Linked DNA regions of Sus scrofa: region 1 is linked to region 2. Evidence: chromatin contacts called from public Hi-C data. All regions are on one chromosome and are shown on one strand. Each heading gives the region's core, a stretch centred on a gene start, on an enhancer-like site or on the middle of the called end of the contact. The rest is flanking DNA. Distances are from core to core; before and after follow the strand shown.

Region 1 (6,679 bases), core at 4,031-6,530, 340 kb after region 2:
TCATTCACAGGTTATGTGAATGTTTACATGGAAAAAGCCAGGACAATTTACAAACAGATTATTAGAAATAATGTGAGAGTTTAGCAACATGATTCAATTGCTTTGCTATAGATCAGACACAAAGACTTGGAAAATATAATTTAAAAAAAAATGCTATTTACAGCATTAAGAAATTATAAAGTACTTTGCAATAAATCTAACAAAGATGTTTAAGACCTTTACGAAGATTTAGGAGTTCCCGTCGTGGCACAGTGGTTAACGAGTACAACTAGGAACCATGAGGTTGCAGGTTCGATCCCTGGCCTTGCTCAGTGGGTTAACGATCCGGCATTGCTGTGAGCTGTGGTGTAGGTTGCAGACGCAGCTCAGATCCCGCTTTGCTGTGGCTCTGGCATAGGCTGGCAGCTGTAGCTCCAATTGGACCCCTAGCCTGGGAACCTCCACATGCCACGGGAGTGGCGCAAGAAATGGCAAAAAGACCAAAAAAAAAAAAAAAAAAAAAAAAAAAGAATTATTTAAAAAATAGAAAAATCTTGGAGTTCCTGTCATGGCTCAGCAGAAATGAATCTGATTAGGAACCACGAGGTGGCGGGTTCGATCCCTGGCCTTGCTCAGTGGGTTAAGGATCCAGCACTGCCGTGAGCTGTGGTGTAGGTTGCAGATAAGGCTCATATCTGGTGTTGCTGGCTCTGGTGTAGGCCGGCGGCTACAGCTCCGATTAGACCCCTAGCCCGGGAACCTCCATAAGCCTCAGGTGCAGCCCTAGAAAAAGACAAAAAAAAAAAAAATCTTTAAAATAAAGAGAAAAACATACTATGAACATGGAGAGAAAAACTTAGTATTATAGGATGTCAATTCCCCAAGGGAATACATAGATTTTATTGCAATTACAATAAAAATCCTTTTTTTTTTTTTGCATCTCAACAAGCTGAATCTAAAATGGAAAATGAAATATACAAGAACTGGTAAGAAACACATGAAAAAGAAGCAGAGGATGGTGGATTCACCCTAGCATACAATAAGACTTATTATAAAGTATGGTAATTAAGACATTGTGACACTGGAACAGGGGTAGATATTAATACCGCTGGAACAGAATACAGAGCCCAGAAACACAGCCAGAGATGGACATCTGATACCTTTGACAAAGTGGTACTGTAGAATGGTAAAGAAGGGACATATTTTCTCCAAAATGGTGATGAGTAATTGGTTATTCACATAGGAAAGAATAAAATAAAATCAAAACTCTTTTTTTTGGATCAGGTACAAAAATCCAAGTGGAATTCAAGAAACCAGGAAGAAAAAACCTGGAAGGAAATATGAGAGCATGTCTTATGATCCTTGTTTAGAACAAAGGTTTAATAAATTACAAAAAGCACAACCCACAAAGAAAAAAGCTGATAAAACCAATATCATCAAAATTAAAAATGCCCAAGTATCAAAAACACATCACTACAAAGATGAAAGGACAAACTGCAGGCTGGGAAAAAATATTTGCAACACACATTGTTGACCAAAGACTTGAATCCAGAATATATAAATAACCCATAAATCAAAAATTAAAAACACGCAATAGAAAGATGAGTAAAAGACAGATAAATCGTAGACTAAGAAGCCACAATGGCTAATCAATGTATAAAAAGATGCTCAGGAGTTCCCGTCGTGGCGCAGTGGTTAACGAATCCGACTAGGAACCATGAGGTTGCGGGTTCGGTCCCTGCCCTTGCTCAGTGGGTTAACGATCCGGCGTTGCTGTGAGCTGTGGTGTAGGTTGCAGACGCAGCTCGGATCCCGCGTTGCTGTGGCCCTGGCGTAGGCCGGTGGCTACAGCTCCAATTCGACCCCTAGCCTGGGAACCTCCATATGCCGCAGGAGCGGCCCAAAGAAATAGCAAAAGACAAAAAAAAAAAAAATAAAAAAAAAAAATAAAAAGATGCTCAACTTCACTAACTAGGGAAATGCCAACTAAACCATAATGAGGTACCATTTCTTATCCAGCAGATTGGGGAAACTAAAAAGTCTGACAATTTCAAATGTTTGTGATCAAATGGAGAACTGGGAACTCTTCCACACTGTTGGGGTGTCAATTGGTATAAGCACTTTGGAGACCATGCAACACCTAAAAGCAAAGATGCCTACATCCTCCAGCCCAGCATTTTCACTATGTGAATCACAAAGGTCTTGCACTTGCGCATGAAGAGGCAGTTACAAGAACGTTCGTTGCAATATTGTTGTAATAATAAAAAAAGGGGGGAAAATCCAAATGTCTATTATCAGGACAATGGGTAAATGAATTGCAGCATATTCATCTGTTGACAATACAAGTCCATATTACAAAAATAACGAAAGTTTGAGCCAGGGAGTAATATGTGATTTGCTTCTGAAAGCTCTCCATTTTAAGATTAAACATAGAATTGAGTCTGAGTGCTTGGAAACTTTTATAGCAATTTTAAGGTGATTTTAATGCATGTTCAACCTAATCATTAAAAAATGGGGCTAGTACTTGGTATTTTATAGTTCATTATAATTCCATTTTTTTCTAGAAATAAACTCTTACTTACACAAGTATTGGTGTACAATGCATTGAAACCAACCAACCAGCCAACCACACCAGGCCTGAATAAACAGTCTGAGATGCATTGCTCTACCTTAATGACAATTGATATGTGAACTGGAGATCATCACTTGCCACCTGCCTCTACAGGGATTGAATCATGAACCACTGCAGCTGCTGACAACTCAATACGCCCTGAAAGGAGTTCAGGGTGGAGATCAGGAGTGAGGCTTTGGAAAACTGGCAAAACAGGTCTTCAGATAGTTAGATATTTTCAGGCGGAGATTTTATGAGCCCAATTCTTGCACCTCCTCATATCTAGAAAAGCACAAAAATCTTTCACAATGACGTCTGCCCCTCGTGACTAGCAGTAAACTTTACAAGACCAGCAGAAATCTTCTGCAAAATGTATGTGCTTGAGTGCACGTACCTCCCCCTTCACCAAAATCACATCTATACTGACCTTCCCCCCTACCTCTTCGGAGTGGTTTTTCAGAGCTATCTGAAATACTGCCTCCCAAGCTATAGTCTTCATTTTGTCCCAAATACAACTTAATTCTTGACTTTTATATTGTGCATATTTTTTTAAGTCAACAGATATCTATGTGATTTTTTTTTTCTACAATGTATAAGTTTTCTTGTTCATTGGAGATCTTGTACTTTACTCCTAAAATATTAATGTCCAGCTTGGGTTCTCCAGAATTGTTTTATTTGATTCGGATATTTACCTTGCATATAAAGATGTGGCTATTCTCTGCAGGCATTTCCCCTAGAGACACATGCAAATGTAGCTGAAATTTCCTGTTGGTAAACAGCAAGTCTTTAAATCTAGAATCAGGTGATTGACATACAGACGCCTAATAAATTGGATTGCTTTCAGAGCAATATCCTTTCCAGTTAACTGTTAATTGACCAGTTTGGTGCTTTTCTTTATCAAAAATATCATATGGTATGTAAAAAGACTAGATAGGGCTTAAGGTATTTCATAGACCTTTTATAGGACAAATGAACCTTATGCTGTAGGAGATGAGAAAGATGTAAATTAAAAAAACATCATGACAGTAAGAGAACACAATCAAACCAAATCTCCCCTTCAGTGTCTGGCAGCACACTCCCCGAGAAGTTTCAGGCTGTGTGTGGTCTCCACCTAGGGCTCCAAAGTCTTCTTAATGGACTTTGTGACAGCGGGTTCCCAGTTTACCTGGGATTCTGTCTCTAAGCTACAGCACTGCTATTAGAGGCCCACAAATGTGTTTTGGATTTCCTTTCCCCCTCATGAAAAAAACTTTTTAAAAATGCCATTTTTGAAACCAAATTACTTACTGATTTCCAGGATCCTCTTACACCTGCCACTTCTCAAGGGACTTTTGGTGGTATAATCTTTTAATTTTTCTGGAAGCCTAGCAAAACACAGCCAACGGCTGTTTTTCTATCAGAAACACGTACTCTTTCCAACAGCATGCTTTTTAAAAAACTTTAACTTGCTGAGTTCCTTTAAAACTTTTAACTTATAGCAATTTAGCGTCTTTGCCACGCTTTTTTCTATTTCCTATTTCATTCCTTATGTGTTACTTAACATTCATTTGAGTCTTTGAGGTATATGAAATTAGAGGAGGCCGATACCGAAAAAGAGATGGGTTCTTAAAAAAGATGGGTTCCGGGACTTAAGTTTTTGAGGCGGCAAGGTGATGGATGAAGACAAAGTAGCCAAATGAGAACAGAGCGTGAAAAAGGTCCCTAAAGATGAGGCGCACCAACAACTGATGAATGATTTATCCAGCAAAACTTTGAAGCAAGTCGAACTCCTCAATTTGGCTGCTGCAGAGGCCAAGGTAGGAGAAAAGGTTGGCGAGGTCCTGCAAAGCCAAGTTCAAATACATGCAAATATACGGTCGGTGCTGTGATTGGCCAGCAAGGGCTGCTCAGGGAAAGAGAAGACCAGTTGAGGAGTCGAGGCGGCGGCAGCAGCTCAGACCACAGCAGGGCACTCCACCCTCCCGCAGCGCAGGCGAAGCCAAAGCCCGAGCTGAAGCCCCTGGGCAGCGGACTGCGCAGGTCACGTGACAACCCCCGAGTCCGGCCCTAATTGGCTATCAAACCTTGCAGCCTCCCTTCCACTATTTCCCAGAAATATTTTTGGAAACTACTTTTCCCATAGGGTCTTGCGGCCCTGATTACTTCGCCCTGATTTCTTCCCGGTGATTTCTGGAGGCAGTGCTGGGCTTGTCCAGTATTCACGTGGACCTCAGCAGGCGCCAGGAGGACAGATACCTCCAGGATTAAAACATCCCGCTCTGTGGAGGCGGGGAAACCAAGCCGCCGCGGCCCCTCCTTTTGGGCAGAGGTCTCTGGGAAATGCAGTAACTCGAGGGCCTCCGCGTCCGGCCGCGTCTCTCCCAGTCCTGCGGGTTGGAGTGCAACGGGAACTAGTGGGAAGAGGAGGGGCGCGGCAGATCTTCCACACTGGCTCCTCCCCGCCAGCAGGTGGCGCTGCGTCGGAGCATCCACTCATCTACCTCCGAGTTGTCCCAAACGGGAATTTCCCTTCAATCCCGTAGTCCTGGAGTTCTCCAAGCATAGATTTTGATTAAGCAATTTTTAGAGAAATTTGTTGAGAAATGGGGCACCCTATTTTAAAAGAAAGGAACGATAACGGCCCCAAATTACCCCCCGGCTCTTGCTGCTCATCGGATGCATTGTGAGGGTGCAAAGAATCATGGCGCTGCGTATACGGGGGATCCATTTTATGCCAGGACTTGCATCGGGCAGTGACTTCCGCCCCTAGGGAGCGACAGCTGTTCTTCCAGCTCTTTTCAGTGGGTAGCTGGTCTTCGGGGCTGTCACGGCTGTCCCCTAACCCTATTGTTTCTGCCTTGGCGGGACATTTGTTCTGCTTAGCTGCAGGGGTATTGCCCTCATTTTACGGGTTGGAAAACTGAGGGTGGATGAAGACTATATAGCTAGTAGTGTAGTCGGAACTCAGTACAATCGAAACTAAATCTGATTGTTGTCTCAAACGTGATGTCCACGTCGTGTGATGGTAGTCTCCTTTTCTTAGTTTCTCTTCTACTCCCTTAACCACCGTTATTCTGGCTATTTGGACAGTCTCATCTATCCTGCATTTATTGAGAGTGTGCTGAGTGCCAGACATTGTGCTTGGTGCTGGGTGCTGGGTGCTGGGGATGCAGTGTTGAATGGGCCAGACATGACTCCACCCTCGTGGAGTTTACAGTCTAATAGGGGAGGGGTCAGGAGACAGACATTGATTATATAACATAAATAAGAATAAAATTTCAAATTGTAGTGAATAGAAAAAAGAAACTGATTGTTAAAGATAGAATAATGGAGGGAGCCATAAGTGAAATGGAGAGATTAGGGAAAGGAAGAAATGTTTGGTTTAAGACCTGAAAGCTGATAAAAAAGCTCCAGGAGAAGAATAATCCAGGCAGAGGCAACAGCAAGTGCAAAGGCCCTGAAGTGGGAAACAAGTTAGTATTTTATTAGTCAAGGAACTGAGAATTTCCTGTGACTGGAGGATAGTGAGGTAGGGAGAGACTGGAGCAAATTGAGGTTGGCCTTCCTTTCTCCAGTTATCTTTCTTCTAAGCCATCCCATACTGGTTATATAGAAATCTTTTCGTAGCTCAAATATTATTTTACTCCCTTTAGAGGCTTGGCGTCCCCTACAAGTCAGACTCCTTAGGCCTAGTGCTCAAGGACCTTCAGAACTAGACTTTGCTTCCTAGTCTCCCTTTTTGGCAAATGCTGTTTCCTCTGCTTCTCATGCCTTCTTCAGTATGCTTGCTGAACAGACAAAATTCTATTCATCTTCCCTGGCTTGGCCAGAATATCACCTCCTTTGTGCTGTTCCCTCTGTACACTCTCAACTCACTTCTGGTACCCTGGCTTTTTAATTATGGGTTTGCTTACCAAGCTCTACCATGAGACAGGGAATGCCTCCTCTCGGGAACTTGTTTTCTCTCTCTCTGTGATGCAGGACATGAGGCCAGGCAGTATTTTCAGATTAAATATCTATTGAGAGAATGAGTGAAAGAGCTAGCCATCGCTAGCCTCCACCTGGTACCTGATGAGAAGATGACCCGTGGCTCCTATTCATGGCAGAGGA
Region 2 (6,358 bases), core at 3,656-6,155:
ACCTCTACCTGGACGGCAGGCTTCTGCAGTTAGTTCATCTCTTAGAGCAGCAGGTCACAAACTAGAGCAAGCATCAGAGACACTTCAGTGCCACAAAAGGGAGCTTATTAAAATACAGACTGCTGGGCTCCATCTCCAGAGTTTCTGATTCAGTAGGTCTAGAGCGGGGCCTGAAAATATGCATTTCTAAAAAGTTCCCAGGTGATGTTGCAGCTGCTGGCCCAGGGACCACACTTGAAGAATCATGACTTATAACCCGTGGACTAAGAGAAAATACTTGCAAATGATGCAGAGCTTGATTTCCAAAATATACAAAGAGCACATATAACTCAACAACAAAAAACCAAACAACTCAATCAAAAAACAGGCAGAAGGTCTAAACAGACACATCTCTAAAGATGATATACAGATGGCCAACAGGCACATGAAAAGATATTCAACACCACTAATTATTAGAGAAATGCAAACCAGAACTACAATGATTTACCACCTCACACCGGTTAGAATGGCCATCATCAAAAAGACTACAAATAACAAATGCTGGAGAAGGTGTGGTGAAAAGGGAACCCTCCTACACTGTTGGTAGCAATGTAAATTGGTACAGCCACTCTGGAAAATAGTATAGACATTGCTCAAAAAACTAAAAATAGGGAGTTTCCTTGTGGCACAGTAGATTAAGGATCCAGCATTATCTCTGCAGGGGCTCAGGTCACAGCTACAGCACAGATTCAATCCCTGGCCAGGGATCTTCCACATGCCACAGGTGTGGACCAAAAATCCCCCAAAACTAAAAACAGAATTACTATATTATCCAGCAATCCCACTCCTGGACATATATCCAGAAAAAATGAAAACTCCAGTTCTTTTTTTTTTTTTTTTTTGTCTTTTGTCTTTTCTAGGGCTGCCCCCATGGCATATGGAGGTTCCCAGGCTAGGGGTCAAATTGGAGCTGCTGCTGCCAGCCTACACAAGAGCCACAGCAATGCCAGATCTGAGTCATGTCTGCGACCTACATCACAGCTCATGGTATCACCGGATCCTTAACCCACTGAGCAAGGCCAGGGATCGAACCCTCAACCTCATGTATGCATTGGACTCGTTTCCGCTGCGCCACGACAGAAACTCTGAAAACTCCAATTTGAAAAGATATGTGCACCCCAAGGTTCACTGCAGCAACATTTTCAATAGCCAAGACACGGAAGCAACCTAAGTCTCCACCAACAGATGAATGGATAAAGAAGATGAAATACACAAATACAATGAATACTACTCAACCATGAGAAAGAATGAAATATTTCAATTTGCAGCAACATGGATGGACCTAGAGATTATCATCCCAAGTAAAGTAAGTTACATAGACAAAGATATATTATATATCGCTTATATATGGAATCTAAAAAACAACACAAATGAACTTATTTACAAAACAGAAACAGATTCACAGACACAGAAAACTCAAGGTTAACATAACCAAACTATGGTTACCAAAGGGGAAAGGGGGGGAGAAGGATAAATTAGGAGTATAGGATTAACAGATACACACTACTATGTATAAAACAAACAAAAAGGATTTACTGTATAGCACAGGGATATTATATTCAATATCTTGTAATTCCCTATAATGGAAAAGAATCTGAAAAAAGATATATAACAGAATTGCTTTGTTGTACACCTGAAACCAACACAATATTGTAAATCAACTACACTTTAATTAAAAAAAAAGACTCACAGGCAGTTCCCATGGTGGCTCAGCTGTAATGAGTATCCATGAGGACATGGGTTCAATTCTTGGCCACACTAGGTGGGTTAAGGATCCGGCATTGCAGTGAGCTGTCGTGTAGGTCACAGACATGGCTCAGATCCCATGTTGCTGTGGCTGAGGTGTAGGCTGGCAGTTGCAGCTTCGATTAGACCCCTAGCCTGGGAACTTCCATATGCTGTGGCTGCGGCCCTAGAAAGACAATAAATAAATAAAATAAAAATGAAAATTAAAAAATCGTATCTTAGAGCATCAGCTTCTTCATTGGCAAAATAGGATAACTACTGTCCCTACTGTGCTAGGTTTTGTGATAATCTAATGAGACAATGCAGATGAAAAACACAGCATGTTGCCTGCACCCAGTAGGTGCTCAGTAAGTGTTTGCAATTGTTACCGGGAGTGAGCAGGAGACATTCCAGGCAGGGAAAACACGAGCAGGGACAGAGGTGGGAAAAGGCCCAAGCAGGGCAGCTGGCCTGGCAGAAGAGCAAGGCCCAGCACAGCAGCCAGGGAGTCCACACTGCTCTCTGGAAGCATCTAGGAGCCACACATAGTTCTGGAGCAGGGCAGTGACAAGTGGAAGCTGAATGTGGCAACATTAGGCAGGAGGCTGTGGCCAGCAGCAAACCCCATGTGCTGGGTCCTCCTTGGCTGTTTGGCCAGGCACGGGGACACCAGCTCTAACAAATTAAAAAAAAAAAAAAAAAAAAAAAAGATATCCAGTTAAATTGGAATTTCAGATGTTAATGAACAATTTCTTAGTATATTCTAAATATTGCATGGGACAGCTTACACTAAAATTTTTTTTGCTATTTATCTACAATTCTAGTTTAATTGGGCATCCTTTATTTGCTAAATCTGACCATCCTGGCCAAACATCAACTGCCCAGGGCCCAACCCAAAGCCTGGATCCTGGAGGCAGCAAGTGCGGTTTCCTCTGCCTCTCTCCCCACCTTCATCGGAGCCCCCAGTGCTGCCCATGACAAGTGGTCACAGCTTCAGGGTCCTCCCACTTCATGCCAGTTTTTACCCAGCAAGAAAGTAGTGGAGCACAGTGAATAATCCTTGGGTCTGTGACTTAAAGCACATATGGCGACCAAGTTCCATAAAGAAGGAGGTGCCACCTACACTGATGGGTTCTTCAAAAAACAAGCAGTGGAGAGTATCAAGGGAGAAGAGAACATTGCCTCTATCCTTAACCCCAGAAATGGACAGACACAAGCGCTCATGCTGCTTCCATGCTCAGTGGACACCTTGGAGATGGTGACATAAACCACAAGCTAGAACAGGGTGGTTCCCTGCCTCGTTCATCGCAGTTGGGTGTTAGGACAAGTCATACTACCAGAGGCTGCTTCTGCCTTCCCCACCCCCAGAATCATCAAATCCCAGATGATGCATCGTTCCGGAAACAAGCCTGTCAGAAATCCAATGTCTGCAAAAACCTTTATATCAACTTTTTTTTCTCTAATCAATAAAAACAACTTGTGCTCCATTTTTCTTAATGTGATAAACAGTTGAACACCGAGTGTGTGCCCTGCGCTGTGTTCAGTTTTATTTAGCTCCAGAGTTCTCAGCCTTGGCTGCACATTACAATCACGTGGAGAATTTTTTTTTTTAATTTCCGTACCCAGGCATCAATATTTGCCAAGGGCATGTGATTTCAATGTGCAGTCAAGGTTGAGAGCCACTGATTTCGTTCATCCTATTTGATCCTCACAATACAATCCTGCAAGGTAGATTTTTATCTCCATCTTACAGATGAGGAAACTGAGGCTCAAAGTGGTAGAGTTACTGCAGCATCTGCAGCCATAAACTCTGATCCTTCCTTCCCAGGCTCCCTGGAGGCATTCCTGATGTTTCTGGTGTTTTGCCATTGAATAATCGTGGTCATATACAACATGCTTCCACAGCCACGTTAGTGGCATGGCTCTGCCCTCTGGCCCCTTGAGATAGCTCTACTCCCAACAGGCTCTTCTGAGATACCAGCCAGACACCGCCTGGCTTCAGGACTGACACCATATGACTTTTGCTAAAGCAAGGACCCCTGAGGACTGTCACTTCCAGCCAGGTCTTGTCATCCTGAGTCACAGAACAATAGCAGCCACCTTTCCACCACCCAGTACTCCCCATCACCCAGTACTTTCTAAGCCTGGTTCTTTGCCATTGATTGTGCCCCAACCCTCTAAACTTTTCCTGGGATCCCTCCCTCTTTTACTGCAAACTCCCTCACCTCCTGACCTTTCTCACATCATCCTCTTAGCAGAGACTATATCCTTACAGGTTTCTGGAGACGCCTTTGATCCGGGACAAGCCGCGAGCCATAGATCCAAAGGATAAAACCGTCCCCTGGCCCAAGCCACACACGTGGTTTGTGGGCCCATCGATTCTTCAAATCTTCCCGCGTCGGGGCTCACCTGTTCCCCTCCTGGCGCCTGCCAGCAGAGAGGCTGCTCAGCTGAGCCAGAAGACTGGTCATCGCCTGCCCTCATCTGGCCGATGGAAGTATTGCCCCCGCTTCCACTCTACCAGTGTGATTCGCTGGATGGAATGGAGAGTGGGCATTTATTGAGCTCCTGCTGTATGTTAGGCACTGAACTGGACGCTGGGGTGTAAGATGAACGCAACCAGCTCTCAGGGAGTACAAATTCAAAGAGGCAGACAATAACCAAACAGTTATTCAAACAAATATGAAATTCCACATGGGATATGTGAGTGTATGATACGGGGTCCAGTCCAGCTTGGGAGGTGGGGTTGGGTGTCAAAGCTGCTCCCAGGAGGGGACATTGGAGCGCCAGGTGCCTCACAAAGTCATTCCATGTACTTTCGAAAATCCTGCAAGGTGGCTCTCCCTTGCCGAAAGTCGACTTAGACTGGGGAAAGAATTTCCCGCAAAGCCGAGGAGGCTTTCTTTGGTCTGTAGCTTTCGAAAGTCCCCGCTTTCCCGCCGCTCCCGGAGGTGGGGCCGGCGACAGGCCTCTGAGACTTTCCGTCCAGGAACGCTGGGGCGCGGCCGGCTGGAGCCCGAGCCGGAGTGGGCGGGGCCCGGGGCCTGGCGGGGCCCCAGCTTCTATAGGTGAAAGGGCGTCCCAGGCCGGCGGCGAGGGGGAGGGGGGACTGGGCGGGGCGGGCTCTCTTCGGAGGGTGGAGTCTAGACGGATTGGGACCAGCGGAGGCCGCCCTTGGCTCATGGAAGGGGCGGAACCGGGATCTCACCCAGTCCGAGAGGAGCCGGAAGTGCCTGGTGAGGGCAGTGCCGAAGACACTTACGCGCTGACCCTGTGCACTCAGGTAGAGGCCGCGGCTCGGGGTCCGGAGGTCCAGTGGGCAGCTCCCCAGGTAGGGCCCAACCAGGGCCAGAGACGAAGTACCCCTCCCCTGCCCCGCCCATCTGCCCTGCCAGGCCCGGACCTGATCTAGCCATCAGAAGGGAGCTCCAGGGTGGAGGGGCCGGCCTGACTTCACCCCTCTCCCCTACCCAGTGGCTGCGAGGCCCCCGGACATTCAGAATGTGGGATCAGGAGAAAATGCCATGTGAAAACCTCTGAGAAGAAAAGTATCGGAGTTCCGTCCTGGCTCTGTAGAAACGAATCTGACTAGTATCCATGAGGACACAGGTTCGGTCCCTGGTATCGCTCCGGGGGTTAAAGATCCAGCGATGTGGTGAGCTGTGGTGTACGTCGCGGATGTGGCTCTGATCCTGCTTTGCTGTGGTTGTGGTGTAGGCCAGCAGCTGTAGTTCTGATTCGACCCCTAGCCTGGGAACCTCCACATGCTGTAGGTGTGGCCCTAAAAAGACAAAAAGACCAAAAAAAAAGAAAAAAAAAAAAAAAAAGGAAAGAAGAGTATCACCCCAGCTTCACCCCAGGCTGACTGTGACTTTGGGGAAGACACCCATCCTCTCTGCTACTGAATGTCCTCAGTTGCAGTCTCCTGCCGGGAGACTGGACAGGGCAGACGCAGCAGCGGTGAAGGGTGCTGACAATCCTGGGTGGAGCGTTCTCCCTTCCAGGACCATGGCAGGGCTTTTCCTGCTGCTCCCCTCTCTGGTCCTAGATAGAGGGCCGCACCCATACCCCTCCCTGAATCTGGGAGCCCAGAAAGGCTGAGGCCTCACATCCAGGGCAGCTTGTTCCACCTTCCCTGTGGTGGGGTTGTCTGCAGGCCTGGGAGGTGTGTGGATGCACCCAGAGTGGACTGTGAGGCCTGTCTGGAGCAAACAGGCATTGGGTGCAGGGCCTTGAATGCCAAGTTAAGAAGTCTAAATGGTCAAGGTAGGGCAGGGGCAGTGCACTGGAGTCTGACCTGTAGTGCCCTCAGGACTAGCCTGTGTGAGTGGGGCTGTAAAGATTCCAAGAATAATGCTGCTCCTGATGGGCGGTGCGGGTGGGCATTGACTGTGTGCCGCTGCTTTACACACATTATGTCCTCAATTACTCATGCACCCCTTATGTTATCCCCATTTCAGAGGCTGAAACCCAGGCTTAGAGAAGTGAAGTGACTTGCCCAAGGTCACAGCTAATGTCAGAGAAGGGATTAGAATCCAGACAGTTGGGAGTTCCTGTCGTGGTGCAGCCATTAACAAACCCGACTAGTATTCAT

The links. A called contact is a pair of places that touch in the nucleus more often than the background predicts.
Region 1: a Hi-C map of liver shows a contact between it and region 2, with 7 times the contacts expected there. The contact joins two enhancer-like sites. A contact is called at or near these places in 1 of 47 Hi-C or Micro-C datasets (liver) and 1 of 2 datasets of contacts at active chromatin or transcription factors (alveolar macrophages).

The regions. Positions count from the first base shown.
Region 1 is chr17:44,326,136-44,332,814 of Sscrofa11.1, forward strand. It overlaps LOC110257407 (a long non-coding RNA gene), which reads left to right and starts at 1,942. Exons shown (of 4, transcript XR_002339966.1): 1 at 1,942-5,594; 2 at 6,551-6,679. Within about 2 kb of position 5,281, at least 57 of the 83 cell types and tissues checked have an H3K27ac peak or open chromatin away from gene starts, as enhancers often do. A contact at or near this core is called in alveolar macrophages and liver, where this site is marked.
Region 2 is chr17:43,984,341-43,990,698 of Sscrofa11.1, forward strand. No RefSeq gene overlaps it. Among named protein-coding and RNA genes, the nearest start is that of LPIN3, 6.2 kb to the right of the region's middle. Within about 2 kb of position 4,906, at least 47 of the 83 cell types and tissues checked have an H3K27ac peak or open chromatin away from gene starts, as enhancers often do. A contact at or near this core is called in alveolar macrophages and liver, where this site is marked.